4 separate regions of the Mus musculus genome follow, and regions 2, 3 and 4 are each linked to region 1. The links are chromatin contacts, called in public Hi-C and promoter capture Hi-C maps. All regions are on one chromosome and are shown on one strand. The core of a region is the stretch at or near the end of the contact, and the rest is flanking DNA. Distances in the headings are between cores, read along the strand shown.

What was found. Promoter capture Hi-C pulls out the DNA fragments that hold promoters and counts their contacts. A called contact is a pair of places that touch in the nucleus more often than the background predicts.
Region 2: a Hi-C map of cerebral cortex shows a contact between it and region 1, with 2.4 times the contacts expected there. The contact joins the enhancer-like site here to the promoter of 4932438A13Rik in region 1. A contact is called at or near these places in 3 of 39 promoter capture datasets (cranial neural crest, hippocampal neurons and stem cell-derived epiblast-like cells), 6 of 484 Hi-C or Micro-C datasets (cerebral cortex and cortical neurons), 2 of 115 datasets of contacts at active chromatin or transcription factors (embryonic forebrain and stem cell-derived neural progenitor cells) and 2 of 9 other capture datasets (adipose tissue and liver).
Region 3: a contact with region 1 is called in a promoter capture Hi-C map of embryonic stem cells. The contact joins the promoter of Adad1 here to the promoter of 4932438A13Rik in region 1. A contact is called at or near these places in 8 of 39 promoter capture datasets (the C10 cell line, the HPC-7 cell line, embryonic stem cells and 3 more), 1 of 484 Hi-C or Micro-C datasets (embryonic stem cells), 1 of 115 datasets of contacts at active chromatin or transcription factors (acute myeloid leukemia) and 2 of 9 other capture datasets (adipose tissue and liver).
Region 4: a contact with region 1 is called in a Hi-C map of nephron progenitors, with 2.8 times the contacts expected there. The contact joins the promoter of Trpc3 here to the promoter of 4932438A13Rik in region 1. A contact is called at or near these places in 2 of 39 promoter capture datasets (cranial neural crest and hippocampal neurons), 9 of 484 Hi-C or Micro-C datasets (Sertoli cells, cerebral cortex, cortical neurons and 5 more), 3 of 115 datasets of contacts at active chromatin or transcription factors (astrocytes, cardiomyocytes and forebrain) and 2 of 9 other capture datasets (adipose tissue and liver).

What each region holds. Positions count from the first base shown.
Region 1 is chr3:36,861,767-36,864,402 of GRCm38.p6, forward strand. 4932438A13Rik (RIKEN cDNA 4932438A13 gene) reads left to right here and starts at 1,340. Exons shown (of 86, transcript NM_172679.2): 1 at 1,340-1,582; 2 at 2,621-2,636.
Region 2 is chr3:36,641,590-36,644,225 of GRCm38.p6, forward strand. It overlaps Trpc3 (transient receptor potential cation channel, subfamily C, member 3), which reads right to left. Exons shown (of 12, transcript NM_019510.2): 7 at 2,496-2,636. Among named protein-coding and RNA genes, the nearest start is that of Gm35856, 12 kb to the right of the region's middle. Within about 2 kb of position 1,317, at least 9 of the 459 cell types and tissues checked have an H3K27ac peak or open chromatin away from gene starts, as enhancers often do. A contact at or near this core is called in cerebral cortex, where this site is marked.
Region 3 is chr3:37,062,372-37,065,007 of GRCm38.p6, forward strand. It overlaps Adad1 (adenosine deaminase domain containing 1 (testis specific)), which reads left to right and starts at 1,285. Exons shown (of 12, transcript NM_009350.3): 1 at 1,285-1,469; 2 at 1,810-1,989. The coding sequence starts at 1,352.
Region 4 is chr3:36,688,824-36,691,459 of GRCm38.p6, forward strand. It overlaps Trpc3 (transient receptor potential cation channel, subfamily C, member 3), which reads right to left and starts at 1,344. Exons shown (of 12, transcript NM_019510.2): 1 at 975-1,344. The coding sequence starts at 1,156.

The DNA of each region.
Region 1 (2,636 bases), core at 90-2,589:
AGTTTCTCTATTGGTCTCAAACCCAGGCTTTTCCAATGTGCTGGGATGCTATGCATACTTTAGCTATGTCCAGCTAGAGAAGTTCACATTGTATTTGCTGGAGGCAGTTTTTTTTTCTTTTTCTTTTTCTGACACCATCTGCATTTTTCACATGCTGGTGAAAAGTCAAAGTAGGGGGAAGGTTCAAGAGCCAGGAAGTGTTGCTATGTAAATTTCCTGAGCCACCCTGAACTCTTTGCTTAATCATCTTCCCAGGGTTAGAGGCCCTTGGAATAGAAAAGCTCTACGATGAATAACTCATCTTGAAGATGTCATCTCTTTTACACCTGTAGCTCAGGGTGGCTCTTCCTCAGGGGATAAGAAGAAAGGAGACAAGTAAGTGTTCAGATTCTCCAATTCCTCACTCACTGTAGAGGAAGTCTGCTGTGAATTATACTTCTCTTCTTGCTATCCTAAGATCTTCTTATCTCTGGAGCAATTTAGTTTCAGTTTTGTTTTGTTTTGGGGAAACTGAATCATATCTCAGTCACTTCTAGTTCAAAGAACTCTTGCTAAGACTTTATTTATTTATTTATTATATCTGGCTTCACATCTGTTTAAAAGTGGATGCTCCCACCCCCAAGTGGAAATGTTGAGTGACCTGAACTCTTAGAACCAGAGGCTTAGATATTGACAGGTAGTGTAGAGAATGTACTGGAAGCTGTGGCGCTGGGGCTCAAATCCTAGATCTCTAAACTGACAAAGTACTTCAACTTCCTGAGCCTTAGGTTTTAATTTGTGAAAAATTAAAATATTTGGTTAATTTCCTAGGTCAGTGTTTCATACATCAAATGCATCTTCTGTGAGATGCATGCCATAGCTAGCAGACTCTCCTTTTTCTGGCTTCCTTTTCCTACGTTGATTATACTGTCTACATTATCAGGACGATGTTTACAACCCCCACGCCACAATTGGAATCTGGAACAAGGTAGTTTTCAAATCAGTAGTGACCTGTGTCTCTCAGACTAGGCTACGCCCTGTGGACATGGCCCCGCCCCTCTGCTCAGGCCTGTTCTCTTGTAAAAACAGGATTCGCCTCTAGGCACAGGTTCCAACTTTAGTCTTTAGTTTGGTCCTGAAGCTCAGGCTTTGCCCCATTGACCTAGATCTCATCCCTAGGGCCTAAGCCCTGTCCTCTGCCCCGGCCTTCCAAGGCCCCGCCTCCGCCCCGGCCCGCCCCGCCCCGGCCCCGCCCCCGGCCCAAGCGGCGCTTCTCCGTTCGGGCCTGGTGCCAGTGAGGGGCGGGGCTAACTCGGTTCTTGGGCGGGGCCAGAGTGGCGTACACGGAGGCGCTGGCGCCTTGACGTGATACGCTGCCAGTTGACGCAGCTGCGGTGCCGCTGGCCTCCACTCCTGCCTCGGCTCTACTCCTCCGCCCCATGGGTGTCCGAGGCGGCGGGCCGAGCTGGACGTGCTACAGGCTGAGGGTGTAAGCATCAGCGGAGGTCCCGACTCGGGGCTGTTGTGCTGTCAAGTGAGAGGAGCTCGAGAGGCTGCGCGCGGTGAGGGCTGGGAGGTGGCGAGGTGGGCAGCGCCTTTCCGGGTGAGTCTGGAAGGTTTGCGGGGTCGCGGCTGTGGCGCGGGCCTGGGGGTCGGAGGTCGGAGGTCGGAGGTTAAGGTGGAGGCCTAGCAGGCCCTGACAGCCGGGTGCTGGGGTTGCGGGCGGGGGGGGCGGGCGCGCGGACCTGGCGGGGTGGGCAGGGCCGAGCGCCCCGGGTTGGCTCGGCCCTCGTCTGGTAGGGCATACCTGAGTGGACACCTCTCCTGCCAGAGGAAGGTCCACAAGGGTTATCTTCCATCCGGGGAATATTAGATTTCTTCCTTCCTCGCCCCATCGGTTGTGGTGTTGACAGTGGGATGTCCGGTAAAGGGGACGAATTCTTGTAAATTTCCTCTGAGCAGTCATGGGTTCTGGAACGGAGAAAGTAGGTTTCAGGTGGTTTCGCGTTGCTGCTTTCATCCCGTGCATGACAACGAAGCAGATTTAATCTGACAAGTATAAAAGTGGATGAGTTAGTCAGAATATTTGACTTAGCAATGACTGCTATGTGCTATTTTAATATGCGCTCATACAGTTTGTAACAAAAAGGTGAAGCCTTTCCCCACTTTGTAGCTGAGAACCTTGGAACAGAACTGTTTCAAACCTGACTTTCTCACTTTATGGCCCCTCAGTTAGCATGCCACCCCCCCCCCATTACTCAAATGCCTTAAAAGTTTGCAAGGCAAGTGCCCTGTGATAAAATGTGCCAGGTGCCCAGAGTAGAGAGGAAATGAAGGCACAGTTCTTTCCAGCAGACTCGGTGTCAGTAGAAACATTCTTTCAAGGCTGCACTTTTAAGTGTGCCTCGCAGGTAGAACGTCACCATTAGCATCCTGACTCCTACCTCGTGGACTCCTATGTTTCTTTTACATATAAAGTGGTTCTTAAATTATTTTAGTCTTATTTGAGGTGTAGGAATGTAACATTGGACCAAATACTGAAGAGTTTCCTGGTGTGTTTAAATAATTTAGTTTGAAACGGTTGCTCTACCAACAAAGTTAGGATACCTTTTCTAATTGATTGATATGCTGGTCTTTTCAGACTTGTTAAGATGAAG
Region 2 (2,636 bases), core at 67-2,566, 220 kb before region 1:
ATGGCTCACGATGAAGGAATTTGTCCATACTTAGAACAAAACCAAGCTCAATATCCAGAAACCAGGCCAAAGAGTTTTGGTGTATCCCAATGGTGGAATGCGGTGCAGCCACTGGGGATAACGAGGCAGATTTATCTTCATACAGTTATAGTATAAGGGATAGCTAGGATACATTAAGTAAAAAAAATCAAATGTAGCATCTGTGAAATACTGAGTCATCTAAACACAAAAGAGAGGGCTATCTGGATATTTATATTCTTCTTTTGGGGAAAAAAATCTCCAAAAGTATTCAAAAGAAACCATGGTTTCCGAAAATGAAATTCAGCTCATAGACTGAGGGTTAGGGTGTGAAGGGAAGGCTTTTCACTCTAAACACCCAGCCCTGATGCCTGAATTCTGGTCACAAGAATCCACACTCAGCCATGTTATCTGTGTGGGATTAGCTCCCAAGGTCCTCGTGGGCACCAACGTCTGAGGACGTGCAAGAGAACCCCGAGGAAATGATGCTGTATTTCCAGGTTAGCAGTGTATCACTTCCTGTAGTATTTAAACCCTCTCTCTTGGTTAATAATGTAATACAAAGTTGTGCAAATACTTATGATACTATGGTATTTGGGGAACCGTGGCAAGAAAAGGGTGTACATGCTCAACACACACGCTATTTCTCAAAAGAATATCTGATCCATGGTTGGTTGCACGTGGGGTACAGATTCTGAAACCCAGCTGCATCTCCTTCATGGAAACGATGCTCAGCCCAAGAGACACGGGGTGGGAGGCAACGGAACAGGAGCCCCCAGTCCTTACAGCACGTGCCAGACTAAGCATCGGGTTCCATCCCTCGTACAACTTTTATCTGAGGGCATTAAGCCCATTTTGTCACACAACCTCACATCTGTGAACAGAATAAAGAACCTTCAATAGTCGCCACCCAAGTTCACAGGTGGAAAATAGTCTTTTTATTTTCCCCCAAGAAAATGATTTATGAAAATAGTATTTCAAAATATTTTTTTTAACAAATTCTAAACAATAATGAAGCCTTTAGACCTGCCAGGTTTAAATGCTAGTTTATTTATTTATTCATGTAACCACTCAGCCAGTAACACTGGAACAGCTAGTATGTTCTAGAAAAGTTAGTTCCTGGGGATAGAAGGGGGGGGGATTCCCTTTGTCACAAAACCTCAGAGTATGAAATTACAGGAGGAGGCAGGAGACTGATCACTCTAGCCTCTATTTCTGCATTTACTCCACCTATCTGTCACAGAGTCACCCTGCCCCTTTCTCCCGTGCCTGCGCAAACTCCCTTGCAGCAGCTGTGGGCCAGCCGCGTGTGTGGGAGACGAGGGCGCTGCAATGGAAAGGACGCCGCAGCTCCTACTGTGGGCAAGAGGCTTTATGTAACAAGCCTTATGCAATCCTCACGACGACCTTATTTAAAATCTATCACGCTTATTTTAAAAATGAGAAAAATGACACGGAAAAATGTTCAGGAGTTTAACCAAAGGGCGCAGTTAGAAAATAGCAGAACTGTGTTAAAACCCTGGCCTGCCAGACTTTCCAGCAATACTCTTTTCTACTATATTGTGTTACCAGGTCTCCCTTCAAAAAAAAAAAAAAAAAAAAAAAAGAAAGAAAGAAAGAAAGAAAAAGAAACAAGTAACGTATCATATGAACTGCTGTGAGGAAGGGAACAGGGACCCTGTGCAGGGTCCTGTCCATCCTCCAATGGAGTCACGGGATTTTTGTTGTTGTTGTTGTTGTCGTCATTTATTACAATAAAATGAACCTCTGGGCTCCTTTACCCTTAAGACCTGCTCGACAATAACTATTTAGGAATTACTTTAGGACAATTCAGAGGTTTCCAAGGACGAGCTTCTGTACTTTACCTACAGGGAACTTACTGTGCTGCTGGCTTGCAGATGTGGCAGTGCGGGAGCAAAGGTAGGTGGTGAGATTGGTGATACTCTTACTCACAGGGAGAGCCCCACCCCCATGACAACCAGCCACCCAGGGGCAAGAAGGATGATCTCACAGCTGGGGTAGTTCCATGGCAGCAGGGAACTAAGAGTGATAGTGACTGTTGGGTAATCAAGAAAGGCTTCCAGGAGGAGGTGACTCTTCCTGGAGGGCTGGGGTTGGCATTGTCTTTTCAGGAGCTGTCCTGCTCTTCAACCCCTGTACTCACTCCTGATGAAAACAGACTTCAGAATGATGGCTCTAAATCTAGCATTTACATAATGTAAGAGATGTCCATTATTAGACATTTGCTATCTAATTTTCTTAAAATAGCTCTTTTGGTCCAGTATTTTTCCAAATCCTGATCACCCTCACTAAACTCCAAGAGTGGACTAATGACCCGCATGACCAGCCAGAGACACTGATTTCATGGGCTGTTTTTCTGCTCTTGAGAATGGCATCGTTATGACAGCTGACATTTCTCATTTGCTGGACCCATTAGAAGTTCTTTTTATACCTTTGTAGCATGATGTCTTACTTACGTGGTAAAAGCAGGATTTACTTTGGCCCCAAGGTAGTAAGAATAAAGTATGAACATGCCAATCATGAAAGCCAGGAACACCATAATGAAGAGAACCATGAACTTGAATATGTCCTTCACAGTCCTTCCAAGAGAGATCTGC
Region 3 (2,636 bases), core at 35-2,534, 200 kb after region 1:
TTGTTTGTAACCCCTCAGGAGGAGAACGGAATTAACATCAAATATAATTAGCCCCAGGGCTATCTGCAACAAGCAACAAAAATTTCCGGATCATTAGTTGTTAATGGGCTTTTGATGAAACAATTTAGTCAAGACATGTTGATAATAACTAAAGAAAAATAGTTACTGCAAACGCTACCTACTTACAAGAATGAGATCGTTTTTGCCTTCAGTTTCACTGTGTGCTGTGGATGAATGTTATTTCTTGCTATACTAGGTAAATAGGCATCGGTTCTATTGGCCTTTTCTCTTTTTAAAATGGCTTTAAGAACATCTGCCCATATCAAAGGGTCGATGTCATCACAATCTTGTGCTAACAAAACACAATCCTTTGGATGCCTCTTTGATTGCATCACAACACTTGATAATTCACTATTTAAACTATTTTCAACTACCTTTTAGTTAATACCTTGGTTAGGTCCTCTTTTGACCTGTATGAGAAACATCTTAAAAGGGGACATAGGGAGATCAGTCACCCAGATATTAGGGCCATTTGCTTTCAGCCTCACGTCTGGCTTCCTGATTGTTCTTTTGGGCTGCACTAGGGGATCTTCTGCTTGTCAGAGGCCTAACCCCTGGGCCCTTTCTCAGATCTTACCTGGAGAAGGGTAAAGGGTATCCTTGAAACAAGCCTCAGCTTTCCCCGGCTGTCTCCAAGGACCCTGGGGAAGACGCCCCTTGGTAGAGACACTGAGTGGGGTTAAGAAGACACGAAGACACCTGGTGTTTTATGAAGGCTACACACTCGGTGTAGACAACTGACACAGGGGTAAGCAACCATGTGCTGCTCTGGGACGACTGGGGACACCCTGTGTGCAGACAACTGAAGTGGGGCTATGGAGCCATGTAGTACTCTGTGACCGCTCTAGGTTGTCCTAAGTGTGGACGACTGAGTTGGGAATAAGCGGCTTTGTAGCGCTCTGTGTGTGGCTGAGTGTGTCCCTAAGTCGGGCGAGGACAAGCAGCCACATGAGGAGGTGAGAGGGGCAGGGACAGAGAGGCTGAACCTTGGGACTTTGTCTTCTACAAAAAGAATGCAACCTGACAAGGCCGGAAGAACGGGGTCCATAGAGATGAGGCCTGGAACCTGCGCCCCATTCACCGTGACCCAGGCCCAGCTACACACGCAGCCCACGCGCATAGGGCGCGGGGGCGGAGCCAGAGCGAAGGTCCTTGCTGATTGGACGAGGGGCGCCCACGGGGGCGTCGGCCCCGCTCCTCAGGGTCAGCTCGAGGGGCCCTTTTGAAAGACGCGACTGACCGCGTGGCCCGCAGAGGTCTGAGGCGAGAGGTCGACGGTGGCAGCGCAGCAATGGCGACCGCGGGCGGCAGCCGACGAGCCCCGGTCCCGGGCCCTCGGCTCGGCCTGCCTCTGGCAGCTCACCTGCCGGCGAGCCTGGGCGGGGAGGGCGCGAAGGACAGCGTCGGGGGTGCGCTGGCCGGGAGGCCGTCGGTTTGGTTCTGTCCCCTCTTGTTCTCGGCTTTCTAGACCTTGCTAATGAGGCCCCTCAGCTCTGATTCACTGTTAGTGGTGGCGGTGGTGGCTTTCCACTGACCCTTCAGCTGCTCCTATTACCGTTTATAGTTGAGTTTAGGGGACAGTTTGGAAAAGTTAATTGTTAAAACACAACACAGCTTTGAGGTTAATTAAAGAGGGATTGTTTGTAGCCATGGGAGCATGTGTGTGAGGGAAAAACTTAGGTCAAACTAAAAGTGTTGGGGAGTTCCTCTTCCAGGATTTTCATTTTCTGTCAATTTCATCCTAAACAGGAGAGAAAACTTCTGGAAACAATGACTGGTTTCAGAGTTCCAGGGTTCCCAGCTTTGCTCAGATGCTGAAAAAGAATTTGCCAGTTCAGCCATCAGCTCAGACAGTAACTTTGCCCACTGGATATTCCTCTGAAAGTTGTAGTCTGTCGAATATGGCATCCAAGGTTACGCAAGTGACAGGTACAACTTTCTTTTTATTTGTAGAAGTACCTAGATACACAAAGATTATGGGATTGATAGTAACTGCTAAGTGATGTGGGTGTGGGTGTATGTTGTCTCTCATCTCTGTGGCCGTGTGCCATTTGGAGTTAGTAACTGTGACATATTACAGTAGGAGGCCTGTAGAAGTCTTTAACTTCGCAGATCCTTTATTTGTTCCTGCCTGCCTTCACTGTTGAATTACTTGAAATATAACTTAGCCTGCCCCCACTATGGGGTGTCAGGGAAAGTTCTAGACTTGCAAGCACTTTGTATTCTACATATTACTTCACATAAAGAAGTAGTAAACATACTGTGATACTTAGATTGAATTGGGATCAGACAGCTCAGTGGGATAGGCATTATAACAGACTGGTACACAAAACTAGATCGTAGTCTCAACAAAACCAGTTCTATATCATTGCCACTCTAGACCTTAGTGACCTCATCTGTAAAAATGACTTATCTCTGAGACATCACTAAAATTCCATTAATTTTTCCATCACAAATGGTATTTCTGTATAATGTGTCCTCAGTGTGCCAAAAGACATATACAGTAACAGGTTGTGGTTGTAGGTGTATCCAAACTGTCTAGTAGGAACTTGGGGGGAAAACATGCTTATTGTATA
Region 4 (2,636 bases), core at 94-2,593, 170 kb before region 1:
CTTCTCTCCATTTCCGGGGCCATTTCCATGTCCATTCACAGTCTCTGACTTCCTCCCGGGTGCGTAGCAGATTTTAAATCAGGACCCTTCCGGAATGATTGCTGTTTATGTTCCCTGCCAGCCTATTAAGTCCAGTCTGGCCTGGCCTGAGTTCTCCACCGGTCCAACCTCCCCAAGCCACAGATCCTGCAGCAGACAGACTTTGGGCAGCAGGCGGCGCTGCAGAGCCCGTCCCCCCGACAGGAAAGCCACAAGCCCACTGGCCCGGAGGAGCCACGACCGAAATGGGTCCCCACGTCCCAACCCCTTCCTCTCAGGACACTCTTCCCGCACGCGCAGCGCATCGCCGAGGGAAGTAGAGCAGTGCCCTCAGCATCTTTGCCTCTGGAAGCTGGCCCGGCGCTGTATTGTTCGAATGAACAGGTTCTTTTCTCAATCATTTGGTTGCTAACTGCTACTTTTGCAGAGGAAAAGAGAAACAACAGAGACGTGGAGAAGGAAAAAGTCAGAACTGGAGGGAAGGGGGAAGAGTCACCGGCCCTGAGCCTTCTGGGACCCATCGTCCAAGTTGGCCCTAAGAGACTGACTGTCAGAGCCACTGCCCTCGGGTTTGGGTGTGAGCACGCACACCTACAGGGAAGCTTTCATCTCACTCAGTGCACCCCGCACAGCACTGTGCCCCGCTGAGCCCCGTCCTCCAGCCTCCACGGCGAGCTGGAGAGGCATAGGGGGACCAGCCGCAGGTCCTGTGCACACAAAACGGTCCAGGACCTCCGGGTAGCTCCGGGTTCGAGTCCCAAATCCTAGCCCAGGTGGCCTCGTTCTCTCTCCCCGAGCCCCGCCGTCGGTGATGGTCCACGGGCAGTGCATGCATGCACGTGAGCCTGGCCCGGCCCCGCTTAGCGCCGCGCTTAACCAGTCCGGATCCCGAGCCTGGTCCCACCCGCCCCGCTCGGCCGCGCTCGGGTACTCACGCGTCGGGCCCCGGGGACGGCGGCGCGCGCGGGCAGGGCGGCTCCAGCCCGCCGTTGACGCCCCTCCAGCCCCGGCGGCGGCGCTGCGACTCGCCTCCCTCGGCCTCGCCATCCTCCTCCTCCTCCGGAGCGGGCAAGGTCACCCTCGCGGGCTCCCGGCACTTCTTGACCTTGGTGGACATAGCGGCCAAGCTCCCTGCCGCCCGCAGTCAGCAGCCCAGCTGCCCCGGGTCAAGCACCGGGCCCGCGGAGCTGGGGACGCCCGGGCGGAGCGCGCGACCTGCAGCGGAGCTTGGGGTCCGCGGCCGCGCTGCCGGCTGTGCGCGGTCTGCCGGCCCGACAGCATCGCGGCGAGACGGCGCGGTTTCCCTGCGAGGAGAGGGAGGAGGGGGGAGGAAGGAGGGATGGGAGGAGGGGAGACCAGTCCCTCGCAGACAGCGCTGTGCAGGAATCAGACAAACCAGCAGGTGGGGAGCTGAGAAACAGCAGAAACTTCCCTCCACCCTCCTTTTTTACCAGAGACCCAGAACCCTCATGCATCTGTAGACACAAGTGTCCTAGGAAAGGAAATGGAATACTCGACCTGTTAGGTTTTTTTAATGCACGCTCAGCTATCTAGATTTTTCAAAGCAAAGCATTGCTAGTTTCCCATTGTCAGGCTTAGCAGAATCCACAGGGGTTTAAGTGCGGTTCCTGGGTCCCTGTGCCTCACAGCCAGTCAATTTCTAAACGTGTGGGATGCTAACTCGAGTTCTGTACTTTTCAAGAAGCGTTTTTCAAGGGAGAAAATTGTTCGTTTTTTGTTTGTTTGTTTTTGAGACAAGGTCTTATTCTGTGGCCCAGGATGGCATGGAAGTCAGCATCTGGCACAGGCTGGTCCACACCTCACAGCAATTCTTCCGTTTCGGCCTCCATAAATTACAGCAGCAGGTGCACATATGTGTGCTGGGGTGTGAGAGACCAGAGGTCAAACTCTGCTAGTCTTCCTTAGGTCATCCACCTTGGTTTTTGTTTGTTTGTTTTGTTTTTATTTTTTTGAGACAGAAGCTTTTTCTGGAACCTAGGGGTTCCTGGATTAGACTAGACTAGGTTGTGGGCCAGCAAGCCACAAATCTGTCTATCTCTACCTCCCCAGCTTGTGCCAACACAGAAGGTTTTAAAGAGGGTGCAGGGAATGGAACTTGCCCCTCCTCCATTATTTTTAAAACTTAAGGGAATGCACTTTGAAATTCAAGGTCACTCAAATTTCGGGGATGAAGGGTTACAGAGTATGATCAATGAGAATTTTAGGGAGCAGAGAACCGAGGTGTAACTCCACTCAGACCCAAACAGTATTCAAGACTTTCTGTTACGTCAGTCAGGCAGATGCCTTCGCAAAGGCATACTGGGAAAATCACAGAAATACCAGCTGAGCTCGGTTAAGACAAGGGAGGTTAGTTCACTGCTAGCATTATTTAGTGGCTACTGTGCTTCATGGAGAAATGGTTCTCTCCGAACTCAAGACACAAAAGTACGGAACTGTGGCTCCCTTTCGCGTAGCTCTTCAAACGCACATAAAGTGCTGTGGATCCCTTGCACTGGCAGTATGCAAGCAAAGGTTCAAGGAAGCACTGGCGTTTTTTGATCCCTGCTTCGGGAAGATGGGAACGTTTGGAAATTGCT